Regions from separate parts of the Mus musculus genome. Here region 2 is linked to region 1. The links are chromatin contacts, called in public promoter capture Hi-C maps. All regions are on one chromosome and are shown on one strand. The core of a region is the stretch at or near the end of the contact, and the rest is flanking DNA. Distances in the headings are between cores, read along the strand shown. Region 1 holds the start of Asrgl1 (asparaginase like 1). Region 2 holds the start of Tmem223 (transmembrane protein 223).

Region 1 (7,122 bases), core at 1,399-3,898:
GAGACCTAACCGAACCAGCCTCTTCAAGGAAAGGTTCTGGAAGTGTAGTCTGTCCGGAAGTCTAGAAACAACCCTGAAAGTGAACTCAAATGCCTCAGTCCACAGACAGATTAACTTACAAGAGTTTTCAGTAAGTATCAGAGTGCCTGACAAAGGCTAGGAGACAGAGAAAACAGCTCCCCATGGCGGTCTCTCTGCTTGTCTCCCACTTTCAGATGCCTAAAGATGAGTGATGCTGTAAAGAAGGAGGTCAAGAGGTTGAGCTGCCGAAGTGGGACTGGTAACAGCAGAATATCTGCCTGGACTGTCTTTCCCATCTGCTGTTTCCAGCTGAGGTATCCCAGTATCTCAGCAGCCTCTGCTAAGACCCTCTGGGAAAATAAATATGTGATGGTTAATTGGTTAAGATAGCCTGAAACTTTTTTCCCCAAGACAGATGGTGGTACAGTTCTAAAAAGCATTTTAATCTTAAGATCTTAGGGTTTCTATTTTAAAACAAAAGAAATGAATGTTTGCCCAGTAAATTAATCAGCAGTGTTCTGATAGATAAACAAAATAATTATGCTTACTTTACAGCACTAGAGAGTACAGTCTTTTGAATTTCTTAGACCACTGCTACCTGGGTCTTGTAGACACATTATGACAATTATTTTCCTAGAACATGGCCAAACACAAAATAATTCACTCTGATTGCATTTCTATGACTTTTCGGAAACACAAACTCATTTCTTCTGAAGGAAGGAGTGGGAAAGAGCTTTGGGGCTTCTCTCAGCACCTCCCTTCTGACAGTGATGTGGGAGTCCCCTCCCCACATCATGCTCTGGCAGACACTGACCTTCTGACACTAGCTGCCTTGAAGAGTCTGATCCCACATCAGACTAAGGGGTTTTCTCCCACAAGAATGCTTCCTTACTTCAGATGCCAATTTTTAAATAGTAGCTTCTCTATAATTTCTGCCAGACAACTGCAAGCCAGTCTCCTGCTAGGGCTTCCTTTTCTAGAGCAGTTCACAGACTCAGATGTCTTACTAGTGTGTCATATAAAGGAGGCAGTTCAACACTGAGATGAACAAACACCGGGCAGGGTCTGGAAGGGTGCTGGGTATTGGGCCCACTTTTGCTGTGGAGCTGGGACTGGCATACGACCATACTCACCAATTTGGAGGTTTTTCCCATCCCCAAAATTCAGGGATAGTTTTTGGATTGCTTCATTGTGGGGGCCCCTTTTTCTTTTCTAGAAGATGAGAGGGGCTGTAAATCTCAAATTCCCACTTAGGGCTTGGTCTGTAAAATGATCAGTCTCCACCTAGAGACCTATCCAGAGTCAATTTTCTAGTCAGAAGATGATTAGTGACTTTACTGTTTAGCAGGGACCGGATATTATAATAAAAGATTCTCCCAGCATCTGTTTCAAGATTTTTGAGCTTAATTTGGGGGAGGCAGAGAAAACACACAGATGCAGAGGGGTAGAGGGAGGGAATGTACACACAGGTCTCAAAGCCGAAATGGCTACATTTTATGGTATGTAGAGTCTACCTCAAGACCCACAAATACCAAAAGTCTACACCTGTAAAGCCAGCACTTGGAAGGCTGAGGCTTGAAGATGGTTTCAGGCTATGGAGGGCTCTCCAACAAGATGCCTGGCTTTTAGTATTGAATTCTTAGGGGGCAGGCTATATAAAAGGCGAATTAACAGACTTAAAAAAAATTCTCAAAACAAGTTGCTTAGTGCAAAATGAGGAAATTCAGCACTGCATCTTGCTCTAGAGTATTATTTGACCACAAAGCCAGTCAGACTGAAGGATACCGCGTCGGTGTGGACAGGAACTTGCTCCGATTTGGCATTATTCACCTGGCAAGCATAATTTACCTGCGTTGAACTCTGGGTCGTTTTCCAGGACAGTCACGGCTCCTTCCACAGCATCTACCGCGCTCCCTCCCGCCTTGAGGATTTTGTAGCCCTCGGTTGCCGCTCTGGCGATGCCCTCGCGCACCAGCTCTTTCCGGTTGGCTGAGATGTTGCTTGCTCCGCCACCATGGACTACCACCACGAGACTCACATCGATGGAGGCTAGGCATCAGGAAGAGGCGAGTGTCATTTTGTACCGGTCCAAGGGAACCAACTCAAGTGAGCAGCAGCGTCAAAGTTGTTTCCGTTCAGTGTCGTCCGTCCCCCCCCCCCCCCCCCCCCCGCTCAGTGAGAGTTTTGTTACAAAACCCCAAAGCGACCCAAGCCTCCCAGCATTCCTCCCCATGCTCTCCCACTCCGACCTGGCAGGGGCATCTGTGGCTCAGAAAGCCTGGTGTCAAGACTCCGAGCCTGCGCTTGTGCCACAGCGCTACCCCTCAGCCTCAGTTTCCCCAGAGAACACCAGCCTCTATTTCGGCGCCAGTACTGAGGTCGCATGTATCAGAGCTCCAGCCCTCCTCCCAGGAATCTCTCTGTGCCTCAGTTTCCCGGGGTCCGTGCTCTCTGTTCCAGTTCACTCCACCTAGGGTCCGGGGTACCCTGAGGACTGGACTTCCCCACGTCCTTCGGACCTGAGCTCCTCGTCTCTGGTAAATCCTACATTTTTGTTCTTGTTTCTTTTCCCATACCTCGGACTGGCGGCGCCACGGTGCCGCGGGCGCACGCCATGATGTCAAACTGGCCAAGCCACCAGGCAGCAAACCGCTCCGCCTGCAACCGCTCTGCAGGCAACGGTTCCGCGCTTGCGCACGAGGGTGGGGGCCCGGGGCGCTGCTGAGTTACCGTAAAGCCCCGGGGTCCCTAGCGCTGCGCACCAGCCTTCCGGGACTCCAGATCTAGAATAACATTGCTTTTCTACTTCCCTAGTAGCACGCGGGACCCTTTGTCTCCTTTGCCTTGAAATTATCGCATGCTCTTAAGTCTTGCTAGTTAGAATGCTACATTAAAACCTTTTCCCTTTAAGTTCCCCATCTTAATCTTTCGGAAGAGAAGAAAATAAAGTATACCTCTGCCTCTAATTTGACAGATTCTGTTCATTAGACACTCTGAGAGCCCAGAAATCCCAGCTCCTCTCCTCCTCTAAGTCTAGGGATGCCAGCTCTAAATCCTTTCATCTCTCAGTGCCCTCTTTTTGTTGACATTTCTTCTTTCCTTGCTTCCAGCAGTTGTGGCGGCAGGGGTAGAAGACCAAACACTTCGTATTCACCAAAGGGATCCTAGAGTCTAGTTTTGTTCTGATAGTCAAAGAGGGAGAACAGATGCCAGTGACATCTACAGGTTTCTGTAGCAGTGACACCTAGGAAGAATGCCCTGCTTTATTATGTAAAGCAATTTTACTTGAATTATGAGTTTGTTTTTTTCTCACAACCTTTGTTTTCTAATTTTAAATTTACTGAAGCAATATTTTATTTTCGTTATCAATCGCTTTGTACTGTTTATTGGCTAGATGAGTTGGTGTCAAAGATAGACTTTCATTTTGCAAGTCCTTCTCTCTTTAAGGTGGGGCAACCCAGGCTCATATGTTAATGAAAAGGGCTGACCTTGTGTAAGACTTCCCAACCATTACTTCTGTAGACCTCAATAAACCTCAATAAAGATGGCTTCAAATGGTCAGGACCCGGTGGGTAAGTGCCAATTTTCCTAATATTTTTTCTTGTTTCCATCTTACCACCAACTAGAGAAAAGTTGTATCTGATTCCCCTAACCATCACAAAGGGCCATCTTTTCTAGTTAGTCTATCCCTAGCTTCCCTAGGCCAAGAGCATCCAAACAGGACACAGCCTGTTTCCCCATAGAGCCCTTTCCTACCCGTTTGCCTGCTTCTGAGTCTCTACCAAAACCAGTGGCTGGTTGGTTCCTTTGCATTAGCAAGGTTTGAGTAGATTTGTCTTGTCCTCATTGGGGTGGGTTTCATTTATTGTGTTTATTTGCTACATAATTAGAGATTTCTGCTTGAAGAAAGATCATATGCAAAAGAGATGTTGGAGAAGGGACCAGCCTTTGATTCTGGAAACCAGAGCATCAGGTCTGGTATTACCCAGTCTTGGTTGCCTGTCCACCTCCTTCCACAGTATTCTATGCTTTCCCACTAGTGATATCTTCACCCCTTTCTCTTTCTTCGAGAGACTTTACATCAGAATGTGAGGCTCTAAGAGTGGCTCTGCTATAGAGAGGAGTTTGAATTTGCTCTAGTTAAAAAGAAATTGAGATGGTCTCATACATTACACTCTGGCCTCAAACTTACTATGTAGTTGAACCTTGTAGGCATAATTTTTATTGTATACCGTGTAAAGATTATCCTTCTATTATTCAAAAGCTGATTTCTCTGTCCCCATATCTAGTTGCAATCCAGACAGGGCATTGTAATGCTTATTCTAAGTATCTTCTGCTTCAGTGTTGCATAAGCATTGCTCCCCATTTAGTCTCTGATTTGTCAATAAGAGTTGACCAGCCAATGACTGAGCAGGAGAGAGGACAGGCCTGGACTTTCTCCCTTCCTTTTTTTTTTTTTTTTTTTTTTTTTTGCAGGTTATATCTTTTCTAGGGTAAAATGCTTTCTGGTAATAGAAAAAAATACATTTCAATTGAAATAAGAAATTCTTTTGAAAACTTGAAACTAAATATACCTTAATGGATAAATACACCTATTTCTCCTACTCCCTCTATATATATTCAAAGTTTACATGTATTTATTTTTAGACCATAGAAGACTTTCATTTTGAATTTCAGCCTGTCTTTCCCAAGCCGCTTTAAAAATTTGAATCATTGTAATTCTTATATTCCTGTCCTGCTTATTGACAACCTGGACAGACTGTGACTGTTCTTGATAATATTTTACAATACTCTTCTCAGAAGCATTCTTTATTTTATGGTTTATTTCTGAGTTTGGAGGAATGTTAATCTGTGTTTTCCATTGCTTCAGTAAATCACACTTTTATAAATTCTTGGCTATAGTAGCCACACATGACTTTAATTTATCTATTTATCCTTCTGGCCCTATACACTCCATCCATCTTTGTTTCACCTGAGATAAAGTTCTAACATTTACCCCCTGAAAAGGCCAATCTGGATGTCAAGATTTTGGTGAAATTATTGATACATCTGCTCCCATGTCTACTAAGCCTTCAATTTCAATGCCATTTATTTGTATTTTCAGCTTAGGTCTCTGATCATTTATAGTAGTTTGCCAAAACACTTGCTTTTGATCTCTCCTGAATTTTTTGTTTTAGCCACTAAAGGTGTTTTGACCTTGATTACCCAGAGAAGTGTTGTTTTAAACAATAGGCATTAAATCTTTTAATTGCTCTGTGGCTGAGTTTCTCTGATGCTGAGAGGGAATGATTAAATCAAATTTTATATCAGGGTCTTCGAGAGGCCCTCTTGTGCATGTCCTTGATGGCCAAGGGTTACTTTGCTTATCCCTTGTTGATCTGCATTTGTTAGTCCAGTGCTGGCCTTTGCCACAATTTCTATATACTCCTGAAGGTTGAGACCTTCTTTTTGGATTATTCCTAAAAGAGCCAAAAATAAAAACCCAAAACCCAAAACCCACCCCCCCAAAAAAACCCCCAAAACCACATTGTTTCTAGGAATGCTTTGCCTACAATTCCTTTTCAAACGACCCTGCTTATGATAACTAAAACATCTGCCATTTTTATTTTTCATAAAACTTAGAAATTACTTCTCTTATCAGATTAGCATCATAAACTTGAGATCCAGTATCAGCTGTATTTCTAACCCATTCCTATATTGGTACTGCTCTTTCCTTTAAAGGTTTAATCTCTCTTTTTCATTCTGAAGTAGCATTTTCAAAAGCCAAAGTTCCAATCAGTATTTTTCTAACTTCTGATTCTGATATTAATCTATTTACTGCTGAAATCAATCTTTGCAAAAAAACCATTGAGAGTTTCTTTTGGGCCTTGCATAATTCTAGTAAATGACTAATATCTCTTTCCTGATTCTTCAACTTTATCCCAAGCATTTAAAGCTGCTAAACAACATAACGCCAAGTGTGATGGTTTGTATATGCTCAGCCAAAGCAGTGGCACGATTAGAAGGTGTGACCCTGTTGGAGTAGGTATGTCACTGTGTCTGCTATAAGCCCTCACCCTAGCTGCCTGGAAGGGAGTATTCTGCTAGCAGCCTTCAGATGAAGATGTAGAACTTTTAGTTCCTCCTGCACTGTGTCTGCCTAGATGCTGCCATGCTCCCGCCTTAATGATAATGGACTGAAATGCTGAATCTGTAAGCTGCCCCAATTAAATGTTGTTCTTATAAGACTTGCAATGGTTCACAGCAGTAAAACCCTAACTAAGATGCCAAGATATGATCATCAAATTCAAGCTGGCTTTGTAGCTCAGCATATTGACCTTTACCTATCAAATGATCCTGGGAAATATTAATACCTTAGACCCGATTTTGTGGCTCAATGACCCTGGCATCCTCTTTTCACCCCATTCACCATTATAACTGAGGACAAGCTTTCAATATTGCTATTGTCAAATCTTTCCAGTCTTGGGGGATAATTCTGTTCTCAGTTGTCCATGAATTTAATATTTGCTTCACATAGGATGAATGAATTCCATAGGAAAGGTCTGCTTCCTTAAATCTCTACAAATCTAGTATGTCTATAGGATTACATTTAATTTTATTATAACCTTGGAAGTACCTATCATCTCCTGAATAAACTAAGGCTGGTTTTCTAACAATCTTGGGCGGACCCTTTTCAGTTTCATTATTCAGTGGCATGGTAGGCTCTTGTTTAAATTCCTCTGTCTGTGTCTGAGTATATTTCTTAGGTCTTTCTAAGGCTTGTCTAAGTTTCTCCATCTGTGTCTGAGTATTTTTTTTTTATTTTCACTTATAAGTCTCTGTAATTTTTCTTCTACTATCTTCTCAATCCATTCTTTCTTTGAATGGGTACAGAAAGCCATTATGGCTATTAAGAGTAAGGTATAAAATACCAAAATAATAATAATCGTAATTGATAAAGCCTGCTAGCTTAGCTTTAACTCTTCTGTTTCATGCCTGTCAGACAACCCATATTGGCAACAGAAAAGCAGCTTGACTATAGACATAGAAAAATAGTTTGGCTCAGAGCAAGGTCAAGTTGACCATATATTCTGAGGTCTTCTTCTCTTTCTCTTTCTCCTC
Region 2 (7,122 bases), core at 1,989-4,488, 360 kb before region 1:
ACGTCTTAATGTCGTTGCCTTCCTCAATGAGTTACCCAAAACTCAACATGACGTTAACGCCTTCGTGGTAGATATAAGTGCCCAAACAGTAAGTGCCTGTTCTCTCCTAACAGAAGCCCAGAAGTGGGGTGGATAATGGGCTCAGCATTCACTGCATGAGGCGGCTCAGGCTCTAGTTGGAAACCTCCATTACTTCTGTTGCTTTTTCTCTTTCAGAGCACATTACTGTGTTTTTCTGTCAATGGAGTCTTCAAGGAAGGTAAGAATTTTTAGTTCTGAACCTTTCCCAGTATCTTAGTTTCCCAGCTATCTTCTCATCCCTTTTCTTCTCTGACCGCCTTCCTATTTTGCCCAGTCCATCTTGGTTTGGCCTTAAAACTCTTCCACCTGTCTTATCTGCAGTATGTCTTATCTGCCTGGGGACCATAACAGTGTAGGTTGAGTTAAGAGGTATCCATTTCCATCCCTGTGTTAATTCTCTGGATCTGGGAAAGTTGTACCTTTGAGTCATGCATTCTTTTTTTTCTGTTTTGTTAGATGATTTCATAATACTCTTGCACAGTGATACTTCAGGTAGTGAAATGACTTGAGACACTTTGCCAGGCCATAGGCTAACACTTTCTAAGTTGTTTCACTTCCTAGAGCACACAGCAAGTTCTGTTACCATCCCCCCTGCCCTGATATGTCCCTTTCTCCTACCTCTGTTCCCTTATGACCAAGTAACCAACTGGCCAAGTTAGGGTTCTTTGTATCAAATACCATGATGTAAATGATGATTGTGAAGATGGAGCTTGAGTGACTATAAGGAGCCATTGCTCATTCTCATTGCAGTGGATGGGAAGTCTCGAGATTCTTTACGTGCTTTCACAAGAACGTTCATTGCTGTTCCTGCCAGCAATTCAGGGTACGTACTCAACTTATCAGTTTGGGTACTATTTTCAGTGCCAGGAAAGCAATATGATAGTTGGAAGGTAAAGATATTCCTCAGGTAGTTTTGGAAATTGCAGAAAAGCAATAGAAGTGTATTAAGTAACTAACAACTATCAGTATGTTAGAGAGTGAGTATATAATTCTAGTGTGTTTGTAAGATAATCCTAAACGCCTCGTCTATAGTCAAGGATAAATGAGAAAAGGTAACTTGAGAGGGGCATGTGGATATTAAACAGATCTGCAAACAGAGACAGTGTAGAAAGGTGAGGTTATTTGTCCATTTATTTAAGATTTTTTTTTTTTTGTCTCCAAGGCTATGTATTGTAAATGATGAATTATTTGTGCGGAATGCCAGCCCTGAAGAAATCCAAAGAGCCTTCGCCATGTCTGCACCCACACCTTCCTCCAGTCCAGTACCCACGCTTTCCCCAGAACAGCAGGAAATGTTGCAAGCATTTTCTACCCAGTCTGGCATGAACCTTGAGTGGTCTCAGAAGTGAGTGCTGATCATAGATAGGAGGAACAAGGGGATGGCCTGACAGTGAATTATATAGTGCTTTGATAAAAAGATTCCTACTAAGAATTCTGCATAGGTTATTTTTAAATATTTAAAGCACAAATGAAGATTTGGTTTTCTGTCCCCTTCCTAGCTACCTGTGGCTCCCCTCTTCCCCAATTGGAATTACAGATTAGACCTAGACTTCACATATGCTGCACAGTCGCTGCCACTGAGCCCTTTTCAAACACGGTCTTACTATGTACTCTTGTCTGGCCTTGAAGGCATTAAAGGCATGAGCCAGCAGACCTGGCTGCCAAGTTTTGTTGTTGGTTGGTTGGGTTTTTTTTGAGACAGTTTCTCTGTTTTCCCTGGCTGTCCTGGAACTCACTTTGTAAACCAGGCTGGCCTCGAACTCAGAGATCCGCCTGCCGGGATTAAAGGTGTGTGCCACCACGCCATCTTTGGCTTTTGTTTGTTTTGTTTTTTGTTTTTTCGAGACAGGGTTTCTCTGTATAGCTCTGGCTGTCCTGGAACTCACTCTGTAGACCAGGCTGGCCTCGAACTCAGAAATCCCCCTGCCTCTGCCTCCCGAGTGCTGGGATTAAAGGCATGTGCCACCACACCCGGCTCAACTCCTTACCAAGTCCTAGATTCCAGTGAGCCTGAGCATTCCAAGGGAGCTAGAACTATAGGTGCATACCTAGTACCAAAGTCTTTTTATATATGGTTCTATATTTGAGTCAGGGTCTCACTTGTGCCTTCGCTGCTTGGAAGTCACTTTGTAGTCCAGGTTTACCTCAAACAGATACCTCCCTGCTTCAGCTTCTCCAGAGTGATAGGATTAAAAGCCTTGCCCAGCTGGAACATAGTTTTTAAACCGTGTAAATCCTTCCCTACCAGTGTAAAACTACACGTTGGTTGTTTTTGGTAAACATTTTATGTTTCATTTGTACAAGTGGTGTGACCCTGTGTAAACTTAATGAAAAACATTGGTGACTTTTTCTATAGGTTGGATTTTGGTGACTGACTGCATTTTGGTTCTTATGTGGCTTCCTATTTTAATCATACTCTAGGTGCCTTCAAGACAATAACTGGGACTACACCAGATCTGCTCAGGCCTTCACTCTTCTCAAGGTAAAGTATGGGAATTTTTTTTATTGCTAAAAATGGATCTCTTGAGCCTTTAACAAGGGTCAGATGAAGGCTGGGTGTGGTGATACTTGCCTTTTAATCCAGCATTTGGGAGGAAGGAGGGAGCCAGATCTCTGAGTTTGAGGCTAGCCTGGTCTACATAGAGAATGCCAGGACAGCCAGGGAGTCTACAGTAGCTGGGCAGGGAAGGTGGGAGAGAGGTGCCTGGTTCTACTTACATTTTATCTTTCTGCAGGCCAAGGGAGAGATTCCAGAAGTAGCGTTTATGAAATGATCACAAGAAAAGTCCCCTTGTAAATAGCCCCTGGATAATATTGTCTGGCTGTCATCTGCCGTCTCCTGTCCAGCCCGAGGCCACCCTGTAACTGTGACTGAGGAGGAAGGGCTGCTTCATCCTCCTCACCTACCTTCTGGAAGACTTAGAGAAGACTTCCGGAAGATTGAGCCTCATGGTGCCAGGAAGCCAAAGCTTACTTTGTAGAGCTGACACTAAACTACCCGAAGGACTTAGGTGCTCTGTGTACTTAACCCCAGGATTCCCTTTACTTTTTAAGATAAAGAGTGATATTGTAGTTTGTGTCCCATTACTGGCTTGTTTCCCTCAATGCAGGAGGGGTGGGCAAGTTCGCCGTGATAGGAAGTCCCGCCCCGGAGACGGAAGTGCGCCGCCATGGTGGCGTCTGTGCCGCTGCGGAATGTCAGCCACCTTTTGTCTGTGCTGCGGTCCCAAAATGTGCCCCGGTATTTGCAAAATGGCGTCCCACGGGATGTGCTGCTCTTCCGGCACGAGCGGGGCCGCTTCTTTGCCATCCTTGGACTGTTTTGTGCGGGTCAGGGCATCTTCTGGACCTCCCTGGCTGTTGCAGCCTTGTCCAGACCTCTGAGCCGAGTACCTGCGGAGGCTCCGAACCGGAGCTACCAGGACCTGCGCTCCGCACTCTGGCGCTACGGGCTGGCTGTTGGTTGCGGCACGATGGGTAAGCGCTTGGGCTCCAGATTGCTGTGGGGCTGTGAGCACAACGCTCACTTAGCAAAAAGGGGCTTCCAAAAAAGTAAGTGGGACACACGATATGGGTGCGGTGTAATAAAGTCCCTGAATGCCTTGCACCCTCACCCTGCATACAGTAGGCCAAGATCTGCCCCTCATACTAGCCACGAGCAGGTTTTTGAAGCCACAAATGCATTTTCTCCGTTTAACAATAGAGCTGGCTATCTATAAAAATGTCGATGGGGTGGGGGACGTGGCTCAGTTTGGTTTCTAAGACTGCTTGCCTAGTATGCATGAGGTCTAGGGTTTAGAACCCAACACTGCCTAACATATATGATGGCATCCAGATGTAATCTGGATTTGGACAGAAGATCACAAATTAAAAGTTATTGAACATATAGCAAGCTTGCAGCCAGCATGGAATAATAGACCCTGTCTGTTTTTTCAAGACACGGTTTCTCAGCTCTGGCTGCCCTGGAACTCACTCTGTAGACCAGGCTGGGTCAGAGATTCAACTGTTTCTGCCTCCCTAGTGATTGCGTGCACCACCACTGCCTAGCTACCTTTCTTAAAAAAAAAAAAAAAAAAAAGGATTTAGGAACCTTTTAGAGTTTTAGAGTGTAATTGCTCAAAACTGTTACTTCCATTACAGTAATTTGACTCTAAGGGGTGGGGGTGGGGGTGTCTGTATAACCTTTTACCCCACTTTGCCTCCCTGCAGGAGTCTTGGTCCTTGGTGCTGGTCTCCTCTACTCACTCCGATCTGTGCGGTCTGTCATGCTCCTTGCAGGAGGGCAGCAGGTGACATTGACCACCTATGCCCCCTTTGGCTTGGGTACCTGTTTCACAGTTCCCTTGAACCAGATTTCCTGCATGGCTCACAGAGGTGAAGTTCCTGCTATGCTGCCTCTGAAAGTCAAAGGCCGGCGCTTCTACTTCCTTTTGGACAAAGCTGGACACTTTCCCAACACTCAACTCTTTGATAACACTGTGGGTGCCTACCGGAGCCTGTGAAAAATGGCTTACCCTTCTCAGACGATGCAAAACCCTTAGGGATGAGGAGACTACCAGGACAATAAAAAGGTGCCCAGAATTCACTAACAGCCAATAAATCTCTTCCAAAAGGCTTGATACATGCCTACTTAAGCCATCATTCTGTCCTCTCTCTCATCTATTTAACATCAAGAAATCCATGCCATGATGAAGAAAAGTAATATATTATTTTGGTACAAAAAAGTTTAAGGAGAAAACTGAGGTTTCTAATATAAACAGGGCTGTACAGAGACAAGAGGATTAAAAGCACTGGGGCATGGAGGTTCTGGTTGTAGAAAGCACTTGAGTATTCTTCAGGAGTGAGACTGGTGGTGCCCAACAAGAGCATCTGTCTCAGAGCTCCACTCTTGGTCACCCCTCTCTTGGGGCTGGTATGATGTGGCTTTAAACTTGCACTGCATGGCCTGGAGCAGCAAAGCCAGACACCACAATATCAGATTCACCCAAGAAGAGGTCTGTGAAAGAGAACAGGAGTATGAGGTGGGAAGCCGGCTCCAATCCAGTCCTACCCACACAACATTGATCAGACTAAGGTGACAAGCCCCATAGCTACTTTGAGCTTGTGAATGAAGTACAGCCAAGCACATATTACATGGTGAACACGCTTAAGCTACAGTTGCTTAATCTTAGCGTATCCCTGTGTCTCACTTCAGCAGTATGTAGGTTGGAGTAAAACTGCACAGCAGTTCCTGAAGGTGTCCATGAGGTTTTCTGGGCTTCAGAGCAGCTGTGAAACAAGGTTAAAGAAACAAGTTGTGAGAAGGGGCGGGGAGGAGACGGACATGCTCTAAGCACATCTGTGTCCTCAGAGATAAGGGCCAGAGGAAGGGGATAAAGTAGGAACTTAAATGACTGACATGTCCCCTACAGAAGGACAGTCCCTGTCAGGCTTCCCTCCCTCTCCCGTTACCTAATTGTAAGGTTCAAGGAGATGATGGAATTGCAGAAAGAATTGGTGCCAAATCGAAGTATACAGGCAGACACTAAGATCAGGAAGATGGCTGTAGCTGAGATGGCCAAAGCAATTCGGAGCCCTATAGAACCTCTGAGAAAGAGAAAACAAGCTTGGTGGCCGAGGTGGGACTCATCTCAACCTCGGCCCTTTGTCATCAGTAGGGCAATCACCTGTGGGAGTCTTCGATGCAGCTGCTGTAGACCCAGAAGAAGAGAAGCAGAAGGCAGTAGAGTGCCAAGATGCCTGAAGCCCCAGCCACGAAGTAGCAGAGGGAAGGGGCTGAGGGACCTAACAAGGCCAGAGAGGAGCCATTGAGTGCAGCCACACCATACAAGGGACAGTTACCACCAAAGGAGCCCTGTGGAGAGAAGCTGTTAAGTCCATTTCAGTTCAGTACCCGAGATGTAGGTTTCTGTCATATGTAAGGACTAGTTCACAAGTTGAGATGAACGGGGAGACTGATGGATCTGCTGGGAACAAAATCTCAGGGCCCAGAAGGATCCGAATTCAAAAGGCTATAAATATAAGGAACCTAAGGGAAATCACAAGTTTGCCCTTCTCTGTGAGTAGGAGTTCTAAGTAAACGCTGACTTTGTGTGTCCCTTAACAATAAACTCTACTAATCTGTAAAAGTAGGTGTTTTAGACTCCTATAGTGATTCAAAGTATTCTATCACCAAAACTACCCAGCAGTAGGCAAGACTCAAATGTACACAGTTGTATGTTTCCTCACTTCACATACTTTGTTAACAATCACGATTTCTCTGCTACACTGTTTTTTTTTTTTTTCCACAAATGTTCCTATTACTGGGTGGATGCAGAGACGGCCTGTGTGTCTCAAAACCCTAGTAGCTTATGAAGCTCGACTGGAAGCTTGTCCAGTTCCTCTGGAGAGGAAACAACTTTGGAACGTTCTAACCCCAGGTCCAGTGTAGTCACCCTGTCCAACCCCCTACGCAAGCCTGCTGGACCCCAAGGCCAGCCCGCCCCCGCAGCCGCACCTGGGTCCGGGTCAGCGTCGCGGCCGCCAAAGCCCCGCACAGGAAGGCGGCAGTGAAGAGCAAGAGCTCAACTCGCTGCAACCAGGGCAGCGCCATGGCGCCCAGGCTACCAGGAAGACAACCACCCAAGCCCCGCCCACGAGCATAGACACGTCACTTCCGGGTGTGGCTTTATTCTCCGAGGCGCCGCAACCTCACAGCGGCAGGTACAGCGAGTAGTCGGAGAGCGCCCAGCGGCGGGCCGGGCGGCCGGTACGGCCGATCATGGGCAGCTTCTGCACGTAGCGGGACGCGGGGCTGGGCCCATATGGGGCAGGAAAGGCAGTTTGAAAGAGGCGCCCGCGGCAGCGCCGCCCGGCCTGACGCCCTGCGATTATAAACCGGAAGTGTGGGGCGCCACGGGGCGCGAAGCGGCTCTTCTGGAAGACGTCTCGCGTTCCCGCGCCGGGGCCCTGCTGACGAGGAGCACCCCGCGCCCGGTGTACGCGCGGTAGCGGCCTGCTCTCCGAGGCGGCGGTGGCGGTGGCGAGAGTCCCACCGCACGG

Evidence for each region. Capture Hi-C pulls out chosen DNA fragments and counts their contacts.
Region 2: a contact with region 1 is called in a promoter capture Hi-C map of liver. A contact is called at or near these places in 6 of 39 promoter capture datasets (the C10 cell line, cranial neural crest, hematopoietic stem and progenitor cells and 3 more), 5 of 130 datasets of targeted methods (bone marrow-derived macrophages, double positive thymocytes, embryonic stem cells and 2 more) and 2 of 9 other capture datasets (adipose tissue and liver).

The regions. Positions count from the first base shown.
Region 1 is chr19:9,132,918-9,140,039 of GRCm38.p6, forward strand. It overlaps Asrgl1 (asparaginase like 1), which reads right to left and starts at 2,649. Exons shown (of 7, transcript NM_025610.3): 1 at 2,598-2,649; 2 at 1,870-2,070. The coding sequence starts at 2,637.
Region 2 is chr19:8,767,758-8,774,879 of GRCm38.p6, forward strand. It overlaps Tmem223 (transmembrane protein 223), which reads left to right and starts at 3,239. Exons shown (of 2, transcript NM_025791.1): 1 at 3,239-3,558; 2 at 4,291-4,718. The coding sequence starts at 3,252. The coding sequence ends at 4,583. Nxf1 (nuclear RNA export factor 1) reads left to right here. Exons shown (of 21, transcript NM_016813.2): 16 at 1-88; 17 at 217-259; 18 at 832-904; 19 at 1,244-1,426; 20 at 2,503-2,563; 21 at 2,817-3,153. The coding sequence ends at 2,855. It overlaps Tmem179b (transmembrane protein 179B), which reads right to left and starts at 6,710. Exons shown (of 5, transcript NM_026325.3): 1 at 6,578-6,710; 2 at 5,748-5,935; 3 at 5,533-5,667; 4 at 5,271-5,349; 5 at 4,765-5,077. The coding sequence starts at 6,673. The coding sequence ends at 4,916. It overlaps Taf6l (TATA-box binding protein associated factor 6 like), which reads right to left. Exons shown (of 12, transcript NM_146092.2): 12 at 6,597-7,122. The coding sequence ends at 6,772. It also overlaps the pseudogene Gm2518.